Linked DNA regions of Mus musculus: regions 1 and 2 are each linked to region 3. The links are chromatin contacts, called in public Hi-C and promoter capture Hi-C maps. All regions are on one chromosome and are shown on one strand. Each heading gives the region's core, a stretch centred on a gene start, on an enhancer-like site or on the middle of the called end of the contact. The rest is flanking DNA. Distances are from core to core; before and after follow the strand shown. Region 1 overlaps B230217O12Rik (RIKEN cDNA B230217O12 gene). Region 2 holds the start of Trub1 (TruB pseudouridine (psi) synthase family member 1). Region 3 holds the start of Ccdc186 (coiled-coil domain containing 186).

Evidence for each region. Promoter capture Hi-C pulls out the DNA fragments that hold promoters and counts their contacts. A called contact is a pair of places that touch in the nucleus more often than the background predicts.
Region 1: a contact with region 3 is called in a Hi-C map of regulatory T cells, with 2.8 times the contacts expected there. The contact joins the enhancer-like site here to the promoter of Ccdc186 in region 3. A contact is called at or near these places in 9 of 39 promoter capture datasets (the 3T3-L1 cell line, cranial neural crest, frontonasal cranial neural crest and 4 more), 5 of 484 Hi-C or Micro-C datasets (embryonic fibroblasts, embryonic stem cells, natural killer cells and 1 more), 2 of 115 datasets of contacts at active chromatin or transcription factors (bone marrow-derived macrophages and microglia) and 1 of 9 other capture datasets (adipose tissue).
Region 2: a promoter capture Hi-C map of pre-B cells shows a contact between it and region 3, with 4 times the contacts expected there. The contact joins the promoter of Trub1 here to the promoter of Ccdc186 in region 3. A contact is called at or near these places in 7 of 39 promoter capture datasets (the C10 cell line, embryonic stem cells, hippocampal neurons and 3 more) and 2 of 115 datasets of contacts at active chromatin or transcription factors (embryonic midbrain and pancreatic cancer cells).

What each region holds. Positions count from the first base shown.
Region 1 is chr19:57,342,687-57,345,386 of GRCm38.p6, reverse strand. The region is part of intron 1 of B230217O12Rik (RIKEN cDNA B230217O12 gene); the gene reads left to right. Among named protein-coding and RNA genes, the nearest start is that of B230217O12Rik, 17 kb to the left of the region's middle. Within about 2 kb of position 1,341, at least 64 of the 459 cell types and tissues checked have an H3K27ac peak or open chromatin away from gene starts, as enhancers often do. A contact at or near this core is called in pre-B cells and regulatory T cells, where this site is marked.
Region 2 is chr19:57,451,471-57,454,170 of GRCm38.p6, reverse strand. It overlaps Trub1 (TruB pseudouridine (psi) synthase family member 1), which reads right to left and starts at 1,265. Exons shown (of 8, transcript NM_028115.3): 1 at 975-1,265. The coding sequence starts at 1,224.
Region 3 is chr19:56,820,780-56,823,479 of GRCm38.p6, reverse strand. Ccdc186 (coiled-coil domain containing 186) reads left to right here and starts at 1,281. Exons shown (of 16, transcript NM_170757.2): 1 at 1,281-1,492.

The DNA.
Region 1 (2,700 bases), core at 92-2,591, 520 kb before region 3:
ATTCTATTTTTCAGCCGTGCCAGTAAGCAAACAGAGAGTCTTGTGCTAGCTCAGTAAGAAACCAGTCACTGAGCTGTATTCCCAAACTGAACACTGATATAAATTAATACTAGTAATTACTCTGTATTTGACTTGTTGATGACAGATAAACTCAATGCTGAGGAGAACATATCCAACTAGACATTCAGGCTAACAGGGGAAGGACAGAACCAGACAGAGATGATAGCTACGTAATTTTGAGCAAGAATTGACACCACAGTCTGGTTCGCTTTCCAACAGCCATTTTGTCATGTGAATTTTACCTCAACAAGAAGTAAAGTAGGTGACCATGTGACCATGCCATACTGTTGTGGGACTTTCTTCAGTGGCCTTCAGTACTGTACCTGCTTGTCTGTAACAGAAAGCACAAGCCTGCCACTTGAAATCTGTCCATGAGAGTGAGGGTTTTTTTTAAGCCACTGTTCAGGCAGTGACCTGCCAAAGCAATGGCCTCTGAAAATCTAATCTGAGGGTGGAGGACTGGGGAGCTGGCTCAGTCCTCAAAGGCTGGCAGTGTAAGAGTGAGGCCTGGGCTGGACCTGCATCAAAAGCTGGGCACAATGACGTCACACACAATCCCAGTGCTGCAGAGGGAGACAGGTGGGAATAACTGGATCACTGAAGTTCACTGTAGCTAGACTAACTGCAGCAGGTTCCCAGGCAATGTGAGAGGCCTGCCTGCCTCAAAAGCAGTGGCTGAGAATGACTTAAGTTCCTCAAGGATGACCTCTGACCTACACACACGCACACACACACAGAAGCTCACATATACATGAGTATATTCACATACGTGATCACATGCACACACACATCCACACTCACATGTACACATTCATGCACTCACATATATATACACACACAGAAACACACACACACATGAGCACATGCACACACACACATGCATGCATGCAAACACACAAAATCTGATTTGAAGTGCAAATAAAGTAAAGACTGGAGGGACGTGACAAAAAAATCGGTGGGACGGTGTTCTAGACATCCCGACAAGGTGACCCATCTCTTGGGATGACTTGATCGGAGAATTGGAAGAACAGAGGGTTCTTATGATAGCACAAGAGACTGAGTTTCCTCTAATAAAGTTAAGTAATTTTGGTGGTGAGCAATTCAGGGGCTGAGGTGGAGCAAATAGGCAGAGACAGAGAAGTCAGGAACAGAAAGCTTTGGGGCAGGAAGGACCGACCACAAGGACTCTGAAGCACTTGGCAGGATAGACGTGGACTGAGGGCAGCTGTAGGCCAGGTGGATGTCAGGGAGCTAGCGGAAGGATGTGGCCAGGAAGTGTATAAATGGCAGTGTTTAGGGGGCTGTGGTTGGTACAGTCAAAGGGCTCAAAGGCAAAAGTCATAGGGATCTTTACAGGAGAGCAGGAAGGTGAGTCTAGTGGTGGCATGGCGGGGGGGAGGGTGAGAGGGCACCAACCAGAAAGGTCACGTGACTCAGACTTCACTCTGCAGCAGAGAAAACTGAGGAAGAAAGGACATTAGCTAACCCCTGAGATGTCCTCAATGCTCCCTGCCTGCAGATGCTCACAATCTTCCCACAGGGTACCAGGATCTGCTTGTGGAAGGTAGAACACAACAGAACCGATGCTATATTGCATGTAAGACTGGACTATGCTGTTGCAGGCTCTATCTGGTTGTTCTGTTATCAGTTTTGGGAGAAGACAGCTGCCACAGCTTAAGGCAGTCTAAGGACAGGCCCCTAGGGTAAGGAACTGAAGTTCTTGATGGGTTTGTGAGGGACCTTAGCAGTAGTCTCCAGCCCAAACCAGCCTTCAGATGACAGAATGCTATCTCATGGCTCCTTTGGCATCTCTTGAGACTCCCTGAGGAGACCAACTTAGATGCAGCTGAGCCAACCTACAGAAATCGGGAGATTATACACACTGCTTGTCCTAATCTGTTACATTTGGAGCAACTTGTTACGCAGCAATGGATAAATAAGAGTTGTCGTCATTTATGCAAAACCACAAGGCTGATTAGCAGTCAGTTTGAAGTGGGTTCCTAACTCTCAATGTTCTGTTAAAACACACCTTGTCCCAGTGTATATCCAAAGGGCCTCTCTTTCCAGTGATGGCCATCTTTTGATACATATGCAGCTAGAGACAAGAGCTCCGGGGTACTGGTTAGTTCATATTGTTGTTCCACCTATAGAATTGCAGATCCCTTTAGCTCCTTGGGTACTTTCTCTAGCTCCTCCATTGGGGGCCGTGTGATCCATCCAATAGCTGACTGTGAGCATCCACTTCTGTGTTTGCTAGGCCCCAGCATAGTCTCACAAGACAGCTACATCTGGGTCCTTTCAGCAAAATCTTGCTAGTGTATGCAATGGTGTCAGCGTTTGGAAGCTGATTATGGGATGGATCCCTGGATATGGCAATCACTAGATGGTCTATCCTTTCATCACAGCTCCAAATTTTGTCTCTGTAACTCCTTCCATGGGTGTTTTGTTCCCAATTCTAAGAAGGGGCAAAGTGTCCACACTTTGGTCTTCGTTCTTCTTGAGTTTCATGCGTTTAGCAGGTTCTGCTTTTTTCATAGGCAAAGAAAAGAAATTGCTGTTCCATGCTTCCTCCAGGAATACAGAGGGCGACCTGGAAGTATAAGTCTTTTCTGTGCCCCCACCAGAGTCACACGTAAGCAT
Region 2 (2,700 bases), core at 16-2,515, 630 kb before region 3:
GCTCGCCAAGCAATAGTGAGGACCAGAGCTTGGATCTCCAGCACCCCTATAAACACGAGGGTGACACTGAATGCTACCCTGATTCCTAGCCAGTTGTCCCTAAAACAAGCTGAGTAGGCAGACTTGCCTAATTGGCAGGATCTAGGTTCAAGTGAGGTACTCTGGCTCAATACACAAGATGGAAAGCCATGTCTGAAGATGGCCAACATCACCTCTCACCTACAAACACACACTCACACTGCATACACATTCACACGCAAAACAAAACTAAAGGGTTTTGGCTTTTTAATGCTCCTGTTATAAATGATCAAGAGGAAGAATGGTTAGAAAAATGGCCATCTTCTATTTTAATGTTCCTCAAAAAATACTACATTAAAAAAAGAAGAAGAAAGAAAGCACAATCTGAAGCAATAGAGCACAATTTCCAAAATAATCCCAGATCTTCAGACTTTCAGGGTCTGCAAGTGTGGGGATCAGGAACCTGCATTTGTATAGAAGACGAATCACCGTGCCCACTAAAAGGTGAAAGTGGTGTCCTTTCTAAATCCTAGCTAACTCAGCCTATGTGCTTTTCAAATAAACTTTTAAGTTTGCAACTTAGGGGTAGAGAGCCTGCATTTCCTCTGGTGGTACTCATTCGCAAGAGTTAAACAAAAACCCTGGGAGGGATCAAACTACAGAAAACTGGGCTGCAGCCACCAGGGTGAAAACCTGTATATGCAGACTGGTCCCCCAACTCTACACGTACTTCCCGTGAGAAGCTCAAAGGGCCACTGTTGAAAGAGTGTGCACTTGGGTAAGTCCAAGCCTAAGATGCCCTGGGTTTTCGTCCAGAGTTAATTCGGTGGTCACTCTTTCTATCTTGAGCCACAGACGCACAAAGTAAGTCAGTAAGTAAAAGAAGAAAGACTAGAGATAAAAATCCCAGTGTGGTGGAGAACTCCTCAGCCTGGTCCCTACCCGGGCGGCAGTACCTGCCAGCAGCTTCTCCTTCAGCCGGTTCAGCAGCTCGGCTGAAGTGGGCCCTTTGGGCTTGTGCACGGCGAACACGCCGCTCAGCGACATGAGCTTAGCAGCCAGGGCGGCCTTGGAGGCCGGGGCTTGCGATTCAGTCCTGGCCGCTTCCGCCACCGATGCTGCTACAGAGGCCTCGGCTGTTCCTGAAGTGTCAGGAGCTGTGTCCACAATCAGAGGTGAAACCACCTCTGCCTCTGCAGCTGCCATGCTTTCACGGCCTGGGCCAAGAGGCGAGCAGAGATGACACCGATGTGTTGCAAGGCCTTCTGGGAATTGTAGTCCATAGGCTCGGTATAGGCCAATGGCTTGCTCTGGCATCTCGGAGTTCTGCTGGAACCTTTAATATCTCTGTTACCAAATGCTCTTAGTCGTGAAGAGGTACATTGGAGTTGCCGCTGTAAACTATCCAACGCAAACACCTAATTTGTGTATTTGAGGTAGAGTCACTTCCTTTCTGTACCGCCCCCCCATAACCTGCATGTGTGTGTGTGTGTGTGTGTGTGTGTATGAATTTTGAATTTTTGACTGCAGTTTTTGACAGTTCTAAAAAAAATGTTAATGTTCTTTTGGAGTTTCTATTCCTTTATAGGAATCAAAAACTATATATGGTTGATCCATTCGTGGTGGTGCATGAAGGGCTCTCTAACAGGCATGGCAAACATGGCACCAACAGGCTTTACTCTTCTTCCCCTTTTCCTTCTCCCCTGCTAAACTGTAGGTTACATTCCTAAAGCTAGCCCCAAGGTCCATTCAGTTATTTGGCCACTGTCTCATTCCTGAGACAAAACATCAAGGACCAACAATCAAAATTCATTGTTTGACTAATGTGTCCGATCAGGATTTACCAACTCACTCTAGCATAAATTCCCCCTAGCCCCCTACAGTGAATGCCTTTAATCCCAGCATTTAGAAGTCAGAGGCAGGTGGATTTCTGTGAGTTCCGGGCCACCCAGGGTAACATACTGAGACCTTATCTCAACAAACAAACAAGTAAAACCCAAAACAACAAAAACGCCTATGGTTTAAATTAATATTTAAACTCTTTGCAGACCTCGCATTAGGCTGTCCCTCTAAGAGAGGAAAAAAAAATCCTTTTACTTCTTCCCCAAATGCATTAAATGGAAGTGTGGTTATTATGGGATAGCCACTTTGTCTTCTTTGTTTCCCCACATTGCCTTACAGCCATTCTTTCTCATAGTGCTCTGCCAGGCTAACATTCTTCCCTAATGATGCCTCATTGCCTAATGATCCCAGTCAGGGGATGCCAGTTACACGTCTACCATTCACGCAACAAATGTATGTCAGAGGAATCATTACAGATAGAGTATTCTGGGCATTAGAAAAATCAAGCTCTAATTTCCTAAAGTAGCCAACATCTTACACATTGGACAAGCCTTTAACTCACAGGTCATTTTATTTAATATTATATTTCAGACTGACTAAGACAGTCTGCCATCTCTCCTTCCCTCTCCCCCACCCCCACCATATCTCTTTTCTGCTACCCTCTAATCTATGTTCTCTGTTCTCTAACTGTGTGGTGATTTGGATAGGAATGGTCCCCACAGCCTCATAGATTTGAATGCTTTTTCATTAAGGGAGTGGTGCTACTTGACAAAGATTAGGAGCTATGGCCTTGTTGGACTAAGTGTGTCACTGGGGTGGGTTTGGAGGGGTTTCAAATGC
Region 3 (2,700 bases), core at 32-2,531:
CTGTGAATTGACACTCTTCACACCAAGGCAACTCTTATAAAAGACAACATTTAATCAAGGCTGGTTTTACAGGTTCAGAGGTTTAGTCCATTATTATCACGCTGGGACGCACAGCAGTGTGCAGGGGGTTGAGGGTTAGGGTTAGAGACAAAGAGCAGAGAGCTCTACCTCTTGATTGGAAGGCAGCAAGGAGGAGACCGAATATGTCTCACACTGGGTGTAGCTCAAGCATTTATATGAGAGCTCAAAGCCTTCCTCCACAATGACATACCCTGTCCAACAAGGCTACACCTCCTAATAGTGCCACTTCCTATGGGCCAAGCATTCAAATACATGAGTCTATTCAAGTCACCACCGCACCTTAATTGTAAAACGTACTGTAATACATTACCATAATTTGAGGAGGGAGTTGTCATTTTCTGATTAAAAAAAGACAGAGGGTTAGTAATATACCACATTGAAGATTTTCCTCCTCAGCAATTATGAAAGTAATTTAACAGTAATATGCTTGGATTTACAAACTTGCCACTGAAGACGAGTCTTAACTATTTTCACTTACAACTGTCTACACGGCCCAGAACTTTAACACATCTTTTCTCCGGACAGAGGTGGTTTGCAAAACCTCCAGACTAAAACTGCTCACCTTCCCTACCTCCTCCAACTGGGCTTAGTCACTATAATATACAACCTGCGTGCAACCATGCAACCGGATGGGTTACGCAGCCCAGGCAGGCTTAGGTCCTCTGCGTGGAGCACACTAACAAGCTTACTAGTAAACAATGGCACTCGGTGCCACTTGGAGATCCCAGGTCAATTATTATTATGGAAACCCTGCAGAGCTCTCTCCCAGAGATGAAGCTCGCATGCCCAAGTCAGCTGCTCCTGCGGACTTGGCTCACCCACAGGCAGCGCAAAGTTTGCACCATCAGAACCGGGAAGCCACAATCTCTAGTTCTCTTTTATTACTTTATGCCACTGACTCATTAGATGACCGGCCAAAGGGTGAAGAAAAAAAGATGGCAACTTCCTTCCGATAGAAAGCACCGGCTTGGGACGGGAAAGGGAAAGAGTGGCCCAACCGGACAACAACAGCCTGCTACAGCCTCCTTGGGCTTAAGTGGAGGTGGCACGGAGATGCTGGGCGGGGCCTCTAGAAACCGCGAGGACTGGAGGCGGCGCCTCGAAAACCACGCCCGCCTCCAGGTGCTTAACGTCACGCGGTCCGCGCCGCGCTGATTGGCTCGTTCAGGGAGCCCCGCCCCCTCAGCTGTAGCCGCGCCGGCTTAGGCGTCGCCGCCATCTTTGTTGATGTGTCAGCTCCGCAGGGGTTTTGGGGGAAAACCTCCGCTGAGAGCCCGGGATCTGCAGTGGTCTCCGCGCGTGACTTCCTCACCCACTCCGCGTCGGCTACACGCCGCCATGGGTTCGTCGGCCCTGGAGCCGGAGCTCCATCGGCCTCGCTAGGGTGCGGCCCGGGGCTGGACGACGGACGGTGAGTGGCCGAGGGGCGTCCGGGACGGGCGCGCTCGGGGAGCGCTGGTCTGCGCGCGTGGACGTGACGGGGTGGTAGCCCCGGGCTGTACGCAACTCCGCGCGTGGACGTGACGGGGCTGGCGGGGCCCTCGGGGGGCTGTGCCCGGAGGCGCGGCCGCTCCCCCGCCGCACCAGCGCGGTATCTCCGGGGACGCGGTCCGCAGCGTTCGGCTTTTCCAAAGATCCCGATGTATTTTCATATATTTTCACCTTGGTAGGGAAACCATTTCAGATTTCTCTCTCCCCTTCTACCTATCCTCAAAGTAGCAATCCCAGGGAAACAGCGCGCGGGGAGAATGATGGCTCAGCTGCCAACAATTCGTAACTTGTTACAATATTCACATCTTGATTGTTATTTAGAGAGGAGACTCGGGTTTGTACGCAGAACACCTGGGTTAGAGTCAGAAAAGACTACAGTAAAAAAATATGACAGCGAACCAGAAAAGATGTCTCAGACCCAGTGTCACGCACGGTCCTTTGATGTCCCAGCCTTTTCCTTTCTTCTGAAGTGGTACACAGGGTGCTTGTCTGAGGAAAAGATGAAACAAATCAGTTATGACAGTGTTTCAAAGTGCACGTGTAGCCAGCCATCCCAAGGAAAATCGGTCTGTTAAGTGTTAGGTTTATTAGCGTGGATGTGGCCTTTGTGCACTTAATTGTGAAGGAGATTAAGGACCCAGAGACAAGTGATACTGAAACGGATGCGTCTTGTGTATCAAGTCCACCGTGTGCAGCTACTTTTTAGCTCTTCGTTAATTAATGGTTACACAAATGAAACAACAGTAATGATTGGCCTACTTCTTTTATGGTTCCTTTTTGGTCTTCCCATGTTCCCATGTGCAGATTTTGGGCAGGCCATAATCTTGTACTGTTGCACCAAGGCCTTCCTTCTCCTTTGTACAGGGTAATAGGTAAGTATGACTTTGGAAGGCTACCAGAAGACACAGGGACTGTGTTTAGTTTTTTTGAAGGCCTTTTCTAATTTAAAACAATAGAAACTTAAGGTGTTTGATTGAGAACAGGTTCCATGGAGTAAGGGTGACATTTCCCAGTCTGATTTTTTTTTTTTTTTCCAGACTGAAATCCTGAGTGGTAGAAGAAGGGGCACTCATAAACCTTTAGTTCCTTCACACAGGAACCAAAGACTTATTCTTTGATGCTGTGCAG